Linked DNA regions of Arachis hypogaea: region 1 is linked to region 2. A link is a contact called in public Hi-C data. All regions are on one chromosome and are shown on one strand. Each heading gives the region's core, a stretch centred on a gene start, on an enhancer-like site or on the middle of the called end of the contact. The rest is flanking DNA. Distances are from core to core; before and after follow the strand shown.

Evidence for each region. A called contact is a pair of places that touch in the nucleus more often than the background predicts.
Region 1: a contact with region 2 is called in a Hi-C map of leaf, with 2.3 times the contacts expected there. The contact joins two enhancer-like sites. A contact is called at or near these places in 2 of 8 Hi-C or Micro-C datasets (both in leaf).

The regions. Positions count from the first base shown.
Region 1 is chr20:26,023,037-26,026,605 of arahy.Tifrunner.gnm2.J5K5, forward strand. No RefSeq gene overlaps it. Among protein-coding and RNA genes, the nearest start is that of LOC112784891, 9.6 kb to the right of the region's middle. Within about 2 kb of position 1,570, at least 2 of the 3 cell types and tissues checked have open chromatin away from gene starts, as enhancers often do.
Region 2 is chr20:25,904,962-25,908,556 of arahy.Tifrunner.gnm2.J5K5, forward strand. No RefSeq gene overlaps it. Among protein-coding and RNA genes, the nearest start is that of LOC112782671, 8.6 kb to the left of the region's middle. Within about 2 kb of position 2,035, at least 1 of the 3 cell types and tissues checked has open chromatin away from gene starts, as enhancers often do.

The sequences.
Region 1 (3,569 bases), core at 320-2,819, 120 kb after region 2:
GCACATTTATTTTCTGAAGTTTCAGTTCCAGCTTCACTACCATCATCACAACTGGTATTCCCCAAGCCATCTGAAGCCTCCCTTGCGTCATCATTACCTAGCTCCGACGCTACCATTAGTTCTTGTACCTTAACTACACCTGGGACATTGTCTGTTGTACCCTTCATTGAACACATGTTTCTCTGGCAACCACCTTTGCAACTTGCTTCCTCACCTTCCTTTGCATTTGGGACACCCAGCCTCATTCCATACCCTACTGTACCACCACACCGTTCTCCCTTATGCTTCGCAACAACATCGCCGTAACAACCAAGGCCTAAACCAGTTCCGCCTCCAAACTGGTCCGCCCACCAAACCTCCACTTACCCACAGTGTACTCGCCACAGCCAAATCACCAGCATCGTTGCCCCACCCCTCTCCTCCATTCAGATCTCGCCTTGTCTCAACAAACCCAGACCCTCACGATAGCTAGTATTCGTCTTTGTCAGCGATGCATGTCTCCCTCTAGTGCCCATAGCAGGCTTCGTCACCCAAACTTGGCCTCCATCACCAACTGCTTCCTAGCTCCCCCTCCCTCCCTCATCATTCGCCATCGTCGGGTCTTCAAACTTATTTTGAGCCATTAAATTATTTTAATTAAACAATTAATTAATCGTGGTTTTTAAACTTCTACTATATAAATATTCTATGATTCAATTCTAATCTACACATTTTTTTTCAAAAGTATATGTATTTTATTCATTAAATGAAGTAAAATACAATGAGTTCCATTTTAGGGCACATAACAAACAAAAGTCAAAATTTTTAAAGTTTTCACTAAAAGGTGAATGCATCAACAAAATTTGAATGAAAGAATCAATAGATTAGGAAAAGAAAAGTGAGCTCAGCACTAATGAATTTTAAGTTATTGAACCCACGACCTCCTTCTTTTAAAAGTTTAAAATAACTACTAAGCTATTAATTTAAATTACTAATTTAGTATGTTTGTTATTTAAAGGATAATGTTGCAAAAACTTGAAGTTAAAAAAAGAGTGATAAAATATTTATGTTTGTTTGTATTATTTTTATTTTATTAAGAACTTAACGATCATGATATTTATAATTTTATGTTAAATTTTTTTAAGATTTCACTGTTTTTAATTTTAATTTAATTTTAATTTAAATTTAGTTTTTTTATTTTCTATTTTATTAATATATATGAAATATGAAAAGATAAATTTTATATTTTCTTAAAAAAATTTAATTTTTCTGTAAGTAAGATAGGATTGAAAATTTTAGGGTGACTAGAATTAAGGTCGAGAGATTCTCAACCCACAAATAAAGTAGTATTGAGTTTTAAGAAAATTTTTAAAATAAAAATCCTACACTACTCTATTCATTGGTAATTTTAGTAGGAATCTAATTAAAAATTTGATAAAAATATAGAAAACAACAGAATAATTAAACTTTATCTTTAAATATAAATATTATTGAATTATTAACGAAAACCTAACCTCCCAAATGAATAAGGGTCATCCTAGGGTGCTGAAACGAATTTTTTTCTGTCCGTGCTAAAAGTGTGTGGTATGATGAAAGAGAAGACACGTGGTTCTGCTGCCTCTAAGTTGCCGACAATTTTTGCGCTAAGACTGATGGTGATGTATGCTGAAAATTTGGTTACATGATAATAATCTTTTATTAATGATAGCAATTATGTTATTGGGCCTATTTTTGAGGATCCAGTAAATATTTGGTTTCATTATTTTTTTGTTATGTTATGGAACAAAAATAAAGAGAACATAATGTATATGACACTAAACAAGATTTTTGTTTTACGTTTTGGGCCATGAAATATGTTTTTGGACATGAACATAAAATTGGATCATAAAAATACTATTATTGTAATAATAAACAATAAAAATATAAAATCAAAGAAAATAAATAATAATAATAATAATAATAATAATAATAATAATAATAATAATAATAATAATAATATTTAAAAAAAAATAGAAGACAGTTCTAAAATTAAAGATTTAGAATACAAAAGGAGAAGATACTTTTTACTCGTTTATGTTGTTGTAAAGTCATGTTATTTAGTTTTAAAATTTTTTTCTTTGGAATAAAAAAAATTAATAACTTTATTTATTTTTAAAAAAGAATATTTTTTTAGATATTTAATTATTTTTAATTTTGAAATTAAATAAATTGAAAAATTTAAGTAGTAGTATTTTGAGTTTAAATATAAATTTTGAAAGTTTACGTTAAAGCGAAAATATATGTTTAAACTTAAAACAATTTAAAATAATTCAAGGTATGAATTATATCTATTTAAATAAATTCATAAAAAATTTATTTTCAAAAAATTTTTAATTTAAACATAATTTTTCAATTTAACATAGACTTTTAATAATTATATTTAAACTCAAAATACTACTATTTAAAATTTTCAATTCATTTAATTTAAAAATTAAATTTATTAAACTTGAAAAATTAAATATCTAAATAAATATTCTTTTTTCAAAAAAATAAAAGTTATTAATTTCCTTTAATGTATAGAACAAAATTTTAAAACAAAATAACATGCGCTTTAAACACTATAGAGCAGTAAGAAGCACCTGTTTTCTTTGTATCCTAAATCTTTAATTTCATACCTATCTTCTCTTTTTTTTTTTAAATATTATAACTATTATTATTGTTATTATCTATTTTCTTGGGTTTTATAGTTTAATTGTTTATTATTACCATAAGAGTATTTTCATTATCCAATTTCATTTGTATGCCCCAAAAAATTTTCATGGTTCAAAACATTAAACAAAAATCGGATTTCAACGTCACATATTATGTTCACTCTTTTTTGGTTCAATAACACAAACATAAAACAGCCACACTTAAATGTGACCTCCAATACTTGTTGGATCCTCAAAAATAGGCCCAATAATTTAACTCCCATTATTTACATAATATTATTATCATTTAACCAAATTTTGGGCAAACATCATCAATTGATCACCATCAGCTTTGGCACAGCAAATGTCGGTACTTTGGAGGCAACAAAAGAAAAGCACGTGTCTTCTACTTCAAAGTGCCACATATTTTCAGCATCAGAAGAAAAAAAACATTTTCAGCACCTTAGCAATGGCCAATGAATAAATCAGGGGCAAACCCCAAAATACCTCTATCACTACGCTACCGTACCCGGTTCTCTAAAGTATTCACGCTTATCAATTAAATATGGAGTTAAATCTCAATTTGACCCTTAAAATTTAGTCCGATACTTAGAATGATCCCTATAATTTTGTTGATTCCAATTAGAATTTTTAAATTTGCAATTGTGGCTCTAGGTTGCCTCTGCAATCATCTTCGTCAGCAGAATGTTGATCTGATGCAATTACATGACATAGTAGACACTACTTAAACGACGGCGTATTGGTTTTGCTCCCAAACCCTTTGGAAACCATGTCGTTTCAGTTTTTTGTGGGTTAAAACTCTCTTTCTTTCTACTAGGACGATCATAAGTTGTGTCCATCATATCATACAATTGCGCTAGATCAGCATTCTGATGACAGAGATGATCGCAGGGGTAAGCT
Region 2 (3,595 bases), core at 785-3,284:
GAGCTAAATATTGAACCTTGCAGTCTTGCACAATATATAATTAGTATTATATACATCTACTTCATTCTAAGCAATGACCCAAACAAATATAGATTCATAATCGTTCTTAATTAAACTAATAAACAACAATTATGAAACGTGACTTTATTCAAGAAATGGATAATAAGTGTAACCAAGAATTGGATCACAAGTGTAGAATGCTTGATGATTATATTTGTTGAGAGCGGAGCATCATCAAGTGCAAATCTCTTTGGCAAATCTGGATTAGCCAAGAGAATAAACGATCACTTGCAACAAGATCTGAAGTAGTTTTCGTCTCTATTGGTTTTTGTTTTGTTCGAGTAAGTTTGTTTGACCAATGCAATTCAATATTTGTTGGCCGAAATTAACTGCTATAGTGATAGTTCATAGTTGAATTGAAAGAAAAAACACTTTCCAAAACTCAAAGAGGCTCAATTTGTGGCACTTTTTATTCTCTTTTTCTTTGTTATACTTTTAAAATTCGTTCTCTTTCAATTTTTGAGAACTAATCTCAAATTTTTAATTGATCGAGTATATTCTTCTTATTTGTATTTTTAAATCAAATTTCTTATTTCAAATATATTTTTAATTTTTGTTTTTATTCAATTCTTTATGAATAATAAAAATCATTTAATAAATACATAACTGTTCATTTCATCACATTATTTGATATTTAGGACGAAATAGAAAAAGATGGTACTATTTATGAACTTTTATTTGTATAGTAAACTCGATTTCTCCTTCCATGTGAACCCTAATTTTTTTCTTTTCATTCTGATTCCTATTTTTTTTTCCTTTGTCATCCTATACAAACAAAAAGATGTGAGGCTTTTTTTTTTTGTTCAAAATACCAAATTTTACATTTTCAAACAATTCTGTATACATAGATTTACCAGAATTAAATAAATAAAAGTAAAAGATAAATTTAAAGAAACAAATTTGGTCAAGAAGGATGGAAAAGAACGTACCAAATTCATCATTTAGAAATAATACGCAGAAAGAATTGAAAAAAAAATCATTAAAAGATGGTTATTTGATTTATTCGAACTGATTTTTTCAAAAAAATTATTTGTATAAAATAAATTGATTTTTTTATCAAACCAAATAATAACACGTGTCATTAATTTAGAAACAGCTTCATGTGAAGTTGACTACAGGTCACCTAGTAAATTTCGGTAAATTATCCTACTAATTTCTATAGTTTTAAAAATCTAATCGAAACGGGTTGATTCAACGAGATTAATCAAGTCGGTCACCAAATTAATTCGGTTAAAGTAAAAAAAGCTAGCAATAAACTGATAAAAAAACTAGAAAAATTGGTTAAAAATTTGATTTAACCTATTGAACCGGTATGATTTTTTAACGGTTAATCGGTTTAAAATAATAATATACAAAAAATTTTTTAAAAGAAATATATATTTTTTATATAAATATATTATTTTATTATATCTAATTCAATTTCAATTGAGTTTCGGTTGAACACTTAAATTTTTGAACATCTAATTTTATCAGATCTATAAAAAATTTAATTTTCATAATCTTATTAATTTTTTAATTCAATAATAATAATAATAATAATAATAATAATAATAATAATAATAATAATAAACGATAATTAAGTTTTTAATTTTTTTTATTTTAAAAATAAATAAATTATCAACTAATTAAAAATATAAAAATATTTTTCATTTTTTTAAAGTATAAAACAGCTAAGTCCATTCGCATTTTAAAAAGTTAGGACTTAGACGGTTGGTATGTTATATAAACATTTTTGGATAATAGTATACTAAATTATTACTACTAATATATGATTAATTAGTAGTTACATGTGCGTCTAGCTGTACTAATTAAGTCCCAAAGATGCATTTGATGTAAAATATTACCTAACCGCCCTTTGAGTTGCTTAAAAATACTAAATCCTTGTTTAATTTAATTCATCAATGACAAGGATACACCATTACAAATTATAAAAAAAAAAAAAAGAGTATTTCTGGCTGTGAAAGTAGTGCCTCACAACATGCCATAATATAATGTCCTTAATTAGCTTCTTGATAAAAATGAACGAGGGTGCTTGGCTGCATGCGTCTAATAAGAAAATAAATTATCATTTTTTTCAAGAGTTAATAGTCAAAATCGTCTCTAAAAGATATTTCGATCTCTATTTTAGTCTTAGAAAGACAAAATTAATCGAAATCATTCCCAAAAGATACACAACTTGGTCACATTAGTCATTCCATCAGTTGGATGATGACGTGTCACGTTAAATGCCACGTGGCATGATGACATGGTGGGTTAATGCCACGTGTCACAAGATGATTGGTTGACGTGTCAGATCAGTGACAAATGGCACGCCACATGTCGCTTGACATGTAAAAAAGTTATTTATAATCAAAACTGTAACACCCTAATTAGCCTAAGCCTTACCTCGCGTCGTAAAGTAAAGGTTAATCAAAAGTTACGACAGTTCTAAGCTTATACATATCATATATAGAAGGAATTAATAATATCTAGAAGCCCAATGAAGGATATAGCTCAAAATCAGCATTTGAAATGGCGCAAAACGTACTATCGAAGCTACTAACTTAAAGCACAAAAAACAAAGGTAATATAACAAAAAGTAAGTATATAATATCATAAGAAACTAGCCACGGCTCGCGGAGTTTAAGCTGGCTAGCCATATACAGACCATACATAACAATCGATAGTAAAAACAGCTTATACAAGTTTTGTTCTCTCAAATACAAGCCTCTAGGCAAAACAAAATAAAAAAAATGAGAGACATATTCAAAATAAATCAAAAGACTCGAAAGAAGTATCCGAATCCTCCGCTCCTGTCACCAACCAGACAACTCATCGAGGTGGGTTGCGACCTACATCTGAAAAATACAACAGAAATATGGTATGAGAACCGGAGGTTCTCAGTATGTTAACAGTGCCTAGTGATGTAGGATATAAGACCCGGGACGCCAAAGGCAATCCTAGACTCCATATCCATCACAAGATTCAAACTTAAAGCATTCTAAACCAAATAAGCATAACTAAACATGATATTCTAGCTTAAGGGATTTCTATTCTAACTAAATACCGCTGTCCCACAGCCTTCACCAACCTATCCTCCATGCGATCCCTTCGCCACCGCCTACCTAATCTCCTCAGCACCAGACAAACACAATTAATGCAAGCAAGTAAAACACAAGTAGAAGCGTATAGAGCAAGTAGTTCAAGTAAGCAAATAGGCATGTTATTCATTTAGGCATATAATTTCAAGTCGGCAAATCATACAAACAGATAGAAAATGCACATGATGAATGTCTATCCTATTGGCTCGTGATATCACTTGTCGGTCCATAATTGCCAACCCGACATATCCTTTGGGATGTCGCTTTTCTGCCACACCCACGATTATAGTGTCGGGCACACTCTATTGACCCACAGATATAGTGTCGGGCACATGCTATTCACCCACGGATATAGTGCCGGGCACACTTGCATGCATAACCCAAGGATACAGTGCCTGACACACTCTTGTAATAGAAAATATTATCAATCATAATTCAATCCCAGGGACATAATA